2 separate regions of the Mus musculus genome follow, and region 1 is linked to region 2. A link is a contact called in public promoter capture Hi-C data. All regions are on one chromosome and are shown on one strand. The core of a region is the stretch at or near the end of the contact, and the rest is flanking DNA. Distances in the headings are between cores, read along the strand shown. Region 1 holds the start of Fndc3a (fibronectin type III domain containing 3A). Region 2 holds the start of Dok2 (docking protein 2).

Evidence for each region. Promoter capture Hi-C pulls out the DNA fragments that hold promoters and counts their contacts.
Region 1: a promoter capture Hi-C map of embryonic stem cells shows a contact between it and region 2, with 6 times the contacts expected there. The contact joins the promoter of Fndc3a here to the promoter of Dok2 in region 2. A contact is called at or near these places in 5 of 39 promoter capture datasets (cranial neural crest, embryonic stem cells, hippocampal neurons and 2 more), 1 of 484 Hi-C or Micro-C datasets (CD4 T cells), 5 of 115 datasets of contacts at active chromatin or transcription factors (astrocytes, embryonic stem cells, large pre-B cells and 1 more) and 2 of 9 other capture datasets (adipose tissue and embryonic stem cells).

Annotation. Positions count from the first base shown.
Region 1 is chr14:72,708,632-72,711,844 of GRCm38.p6, forward strand. It overlaps Fndc3a (fibronectin type III domain containing 3A), which reads right to left and starts at 1,372. Exons shown (of 26, transcript NM_207636.2): 1 at 1,087-1,372.
Region 2 is chr14:70,773,055-70,776,271 of GRCm38.p6, forward strand. It overlaps Dok2 (docking protein 2), which reads left to right and starts at 1,327. Exons shown (of 5, transcript NM_010071.2): 1 at 1,327-1,455; 2 at 2,412-2,693; 3 at 2,930-3,017. The coding sequence starts at 1,384.

The DNA.
Region 1 (3,213 bases), core at 122-2,621, 1.9 Mb after region 2:
CAGAAATCTCAATTTGCTTCTGTCTGACATATGGCTCGGTTTTGACTGGCATATGTTTCGTACTGATACTGGCAAAAGCATAGTGATTCAAATATTACAGAAAAGCTTCAACTGCTCTTTCATTCTTACAACTCATCTTAGCCAAGAGGCTGAGAGGCGATGCTTATTTGCTTCTTACAACACGCACAAACTTGGGTTTCAAGAACTGAAACAGACCACAATAGGATGCAGCAACATCATTATGTGGCTCGGTGTTTTTTAAAGTCTACCCGTGAGCACTTCAAGATTATAATACAAAAAGAGGGAAAGCCTTGTCCGCCTGCCACTGTCAGTTAGTAGACGGACAGCCGAGAAGGTGCCCAAAGGAACTTACAGTCTCACTAAAATAAATAATCTCTAGCTCACCATCCTTAGCACCCTCAGCAATCTCTCTCTCTCTCTCCCTCCCTCTCTCTCTCTCTCTCTCTCTCTCTCTCTCTCTCTCTCTCACACACACACACACACACACACACACACGAATACCCCCCAATGCTTTTTATGAAAGGTGATAGTTTAATAAAACTACAATTACCTATCACACACGGTAAAAGCAGCAAGCGCTAGCGATCTGACGTCGAAATTACTCGCTCCTTTTCCTTCACCCAGCGCGTGCCGCCCTTTCCCAGAGTCGTGTCAAAAGTTCACCCACGCAGGCTGCCGAGCTGGGCGAGCACCGCAGCCTCCCTTCCTCCTCGCCACCGACCGAACAGGTGGTTGCCTTACCTGGGGAAGAGGAGCCGCCAGGCACCGGCTGCGGCGGCCGCCCGGGCGGCCAGGCAGGCGGGCGCAGACCCGAAGGGCGTGTTTTCGAGGATTTAACCCTCAGGTGCGCAGGCAGCGCTCCGCTGTCGCCGAGCCCCGGCAGGTGTCGCGCACGTCCCCGCCGCGTCCCGGGTCCGTCACCCCGCGGACGGCGCGGCCTCGCGTGGGGGCGTCGCCCGTCCGCCCGCCCTCCCCGACGGGCTCAGCCCTCCGGCGGCGCGGCCCGCAGCCCCAGCCTAACGGTTTCCCCGACGCGGGCTCCGGCGTCCCCCTGCCGGCTCTCACCTCCGAATCCCGCCGCTCCGAAGCGAAGGAAGGCGGATCCCCCACCCCGGGCGTCTCTCCTGCGAGGCTCCGGCTCGTCCTCTCACTCGCTTGGCGGTGGGCCGGGGCTCCCGCGGCCGCCGCTGCGCTGACTGCTGTGGAGGGGGGTTGTTGGGGAGGGGTGTTTCCCGGCAGTGACGGCGCCGCCGCCTCAGCCCCGCTCTTCGCTCCCTCTCCGCGTAGCTCCCGCTTTCTGTTTCACCCGAGGGACCGCGAATGCCGCCGCCGCCATGATTACTACGGAGCCGGGAGGAGGAGCCCGGAGTCGGCGCGCCCAGTGCGGCTGCGCGAGCCCCGCCGACGGCGCCCCCGGCCGCCTGGACCCGGAGCCCCCGCGCGCGCACACACACACACACACACACACACGAGCTCGAGCGCGCGCACCCGAACCCGCTCGCCCGCCGCCCCGCAAGCCGAGGCTTCCCGGGCCCGCAAGTGTGTGTGGCATGCGAGCTCCGGTGCCGCTCTCCCAGAGCCCGGGAACTGTGCGGATGATTGACGTATCCGGGGCCCCACACGCCATTCCGAATGCAGTTTAGAAAGCGCCCCCCACCCACCGCCCCCAGAGACGAACCGTGTCAGCCCCTCTCGGCAAGCCCCAGAACTTAGGATGCCGGCAGGTGCTTTTAGAGGCAAGCCCCGGACGGGGAAGCGCCCCGAAGTGGGCTCAGACCTTCCCACTCCCAGACGGTTAGAGCCCCGGCATTTTCTAGCACCCACGAAACAGATTTACGTCTTTCAGAAACGCACAGCTTAAAGGTTCTGGACTCGGACCAGCCGAATCTAGTGGAAACCCGTTACCTTGACGTCTGCCACCGCGGAGAGCGAAGCGGAGGCGGCGACAATTTCCTTAAGCCTCGAGCGATGGGGGGGCGGTGGGGGGGACGCTGCAGTAGCGCCTGAGGGCCGGCCCGGACTGCTTACTTTTGCAGTTTCACCGGAAGCCTTAGGGAGAGGGTCGTCTTTGGGAACCTGAGTCCTCCCCCTGTCCAGCCAAAACTGGTGACTGATGAAACCAGGTTCCACGTCTGACTTGTAGTTCAGTTTATTGGTTGCGCTGCGTTTTAAGGTGGCAATCTTTTTTTTTTTTTTAATCATTTGACAGAAATCTCTCGAAGATGTACGAATTTCTTACGTTCTTAAAAAAGAAAAAAACAAAACAGAACTGGATAATGAAATTCTTAGTGGATCATTGAATATCAAATAAGATACTCAGACAGTACCAAAGTCCCATGGGATTGCAGAGGTGTGCGCGAGTGTATAAAATCCCCACCTTGGTGCTGTTTTATTTGCAGTGTTCTTACTTTTCTTAAAGACCCCTCACTTGGCTTGTGTTCATCTGCCTGTACATCCACTTTAACCATTTCTATTTTCCTGTGGTGGTGTTTTTTAAGCCCCGCTTTCTTCCTTCTCCACCTACTTTTTGCTATGGCTGCAGGCAATGATTGATCCGATGTTTGTATCCACAGCTAGCTAATGAGAGGTTATTTTTCTTCCCGTCAACAAGTAGGATAGTGATTCTATCAAATTGCATCTTGAGATATTTGGGGGTTGGGGAGAGGGGGCAAAAGTCCTTTCCCTGAGAGAAATGTTTCATTTTCTTAACTTCCAGCTTTGGCCCTCTTCCAGACAAAATTACTGGAAAGCTGAGCTTGGAATAACAGAAGTATAACTGCTCATTGTTTTGCAATAGGAGAGTTTATATCTGAATGTGGAGGACTTGTGTGGCTTCCCCTTACTGCTGCCCAACTCTTGTTCGGTTGGAGGCTAAAGTCTCCAAAGTTAACTCCAAACTAGTATTTTCCAAAGCATTGCTCTTGTAAACTTCGTAAAAATGCCGAATCCTACCGCTACTCCCTCAAGATTCTGGTTCCATGATTCAGTGGTAGACAAAAAATAATAATAATGAAAAAAATTAAAAATAAAAAATGAACTTAAGAATAACCTGCATTTTTATAAGTATGTTTAAAGCCCATCTACATGCCACAGGCAAAGTAAAAAATAATAGACTAGTTGAAGGAGACAAGGGCATGTAATTCAAGACATCACTGAAGTAGACCTAGACACTTTGATATGGTGCACAATGCT
Region 2 (3,217 bases), core at 77-2,576:
GGGCTGTCCTGAAAGTCTCAGCATTTACCATTTTTCTGGAGACATAGCCACCTCACCTTTGCCTCCAGGCCTCACTTTCGCTTCCTGGACTCACGCTGTCTCTGATTAGCATGGAGTCATTAACATTGAAACAGAGGACATTCCTCAGAGTGAAAATATGCACTACACAAACAAGTCTCCCTCTCACAGCAGCCATTGACACTTGTGGAGGCTCACACCAGGGGCTACATGTCGCTCTGTCTCCACCAGTGCTACACCAGGCTTGGCACGCATAGAAGAATTGGAAGTTCTGAAGTTCCCACAGTTTAAGGTAAGTCCCACTTGAACCCAAGTGAGGAAGGAAGCCAACAGCTGAGTTAGACTTGGGGAGGAAATCTTTTTCTAGAGAGAATGTTCTTATTTCTAGATTCACCACAGACTTGTGTATTGTATGTTGTTCTTATTGCTAGATTCACCACAGACTTGTGTATTGTATGTGTTTTTGGCAGGCAGGAAATACTTTCATACAATGGGACTGGTGCGTGTTGTGTGTGTGTGCGTGCACACACACACACACACACACACATGTTTTATCTATCTGTAATTTACCCAGTATATGGCTCATCTTTGCTTGAGCTGGGAGACTTGGGTTCTGGGTGTTAGCCTTATAGGCCCTTCAGACCATCTCTATCTCCTTTTCTTTTTTTTTCTTTTCTTTTCTTTACTTTTCTTTTCTTTTCTTTTTTTCTCTCTTTCTTTCTCTCTTTCTTTCTTTTTTCTTTCTTTCAAGATTTATTTACTTATTTTATGCATATGAGTACGTGTACATTGCTCCGTTCAGGAACATCAGAAGAGGTCATCAGACCCCATTACAGAGCCACCATGTGGTTGCTGGGATTTGAACTCAGGACCTCTGGAGGAGCAGTCAGTGCTCTTAACCGCTGAGCCACCTCTCCAGCCCCAGTTTTCTCTTTTCAATGAGTAGGTTATGGTGATTGATTCCAAAGGGCTTTTCCAGCCCTGACACACTCAGCATCCTGCCTGAATGTAGAGCCCTCACCCCGGACTTTCTTGAACAACTTGATTTTGGGGTCTCTTTGTTCTTATGGCTCAGTCCTTCACACCAGCTTCTGCAGAAGTGTGAAATTTGGCTTTTTTTGGAAATTGCATGTTACTCACTGGAAATGCAGGAAGGAAGCTTGCTCGTGAAGTGCACTTAAAAAAAAAAAAAGGCGCACACAGAGCAAGAAACCACAGGGCCTATCAGCCTGTCGTCATCAAGCAGACTAGAATAGTGTAGAAAAACTCTAGTCAGAGAGGAAATGAACTAGAGAGAAGGGGGAACAGGCCCAGAAGAGAGAAGAGAGAGGGCAGAGGCAATGGCAGTGGGGAGCTGAAGCTGCGATGGTCAGGATGGAGGAGCCAGCTGTGAAGCAGGGCTTCCTGCATCTTCAGCAGCAGCAGACCTTTGGCAAGGTAAGAGTAAGGCTGGGCTCTCGCTGGGCGGAGCAGCTTGGGGGAGGGCCCTGTTACTATCCCGGGTAGAAGGGTGTCTTAATATCCCTGACCCTTATGAGACCATGTGCTCCACCAGTTTAGACAAGAACACTACTTGGGGAAGATGTCTGCCTTCTCAACGTGCCTTGCCTTCTAAACCAGGCTCTGGATCGCTCTTTGCTGAGGGCTGTTTGTCCTTGCTTGTGGGGGAGGAAGCAGATTCTGACATTATCTCTCTCTCTTTTTGTTCCCTTGCTCAGTATTGAATTTGGGGGTACCTTGGGCGGGTACGGAAGGAAGAGTTGGGGGCCAGTCAGTTTGGGATGACAGCAGAGGTCCCTCTCACCTTTGACTGCTACTGAGCTGTGGCCCCAGGGTGTTCCAACCTCTTCCTTCCCTAGCCTCTTTGAAGGGGAAGCTCTTCTGCCTCCTGCTGTTACCCAGCTGTGCTTACCCCAACACCCACCTCACCCTGTCTAGGTCTCTGTTTCTTTGTTTGTCTCTCATGGTCCAACTCCTTAATCAGTGAGACAAAAAAGGAGAGGAGGTGGGAAATTTTGGAGCCAGAACCTTCCTATGAAATGAAGACTTGTCCCTGGTCTAGGCTACTCTCCCCTCACTGTTCATCTCTGGGCTCAGTGACTTTTGTTCCCACTACCTGGCTGATGGGCCTGTCATCTTCCTGGACTCTGCATCCATTGGACATTTACTGTGGCCTTTGGCTAGCCTGCGGATCTTGGTCAGCTCTGTCATTCCATGGTCTCTGTTGTCTTCTCGGGCCTCTCTGACTGGCTGTGATGTTTGCCATTCTCCCCATCCTGTGTGGCTGCCCCAGCCCCTCTACCTCTCCCACAGTTCCTCTTCTCCCCTTTCATGACCATCTCTCCATCTCCGATGGTTCCCACTTGGCCTCTACGTGGCATACCTGGGCTCAGAAGTGGCGCCGGTTCGCAGCCGTGTTATATGGAGAGTCTGGCTGTGCCCTAGCCAGACTAGAGCTCCAGGATGTCCCCGAGAAGACACGGCGAGGAGAGGCCACTCGGAAGGTTGTCCGCCTCAGTGACTGCTTACGGGTAGCAGAGGTAGGCAGTGAGGCCAGCAGCCCCCGGGACACCAGTGCCTTCATCCTGGAGACCAAGGAGCGCCTGTACCTACTGGCAGCCCCCTCGGCAGAGCGCAGTGACTGGATACAGGCCATCTGCCTGTTGGCTTTCCCGGTGAGGGGTACAAAGTGGCCCAGGGGAGGGCGGCCACCAGGGGAGGGCGATGTTACTTAGATACTTCCTGTGGACAGGTGGTAGAAGAACCAAAACTCTTTTTTAGGGGAGTTCTTCCTTAAGGGAGCCCAGTTTGAAGTGCACCCAGAACCAGCTGGCTGGGTGTGCACTGAAAGCGAATGTCAGAGAGCCTTGGGGTGGGTTCTGGTGCTAAGACCCGGGACCTGCCTCCTCAGGGACAGAGGAAAGGGTCACCAGGACTGGAGGAAAAGAGCGGCAGTCCCTGCATGGAGGAGAACGAGTTGTATAGCAGCTCCACCACAGGTGAGAGTTGGGGCTGAGGGGCCTATGGTGCGGGAGGGAGGAGGCATGGGCTGGCTTGTGGTCTTCCTGCCTTGTGGTTACCCTGGGCCCAGCTTATCAGCGTCTCTTCCTGGCTTCTTGGTGTGGCTCAAGGTCGTTGGAACCCGGCCTACCCCAGTGTCTGCCTTGGCTCAGCCTGCCCTGACTGAGGCTGAGGGTCT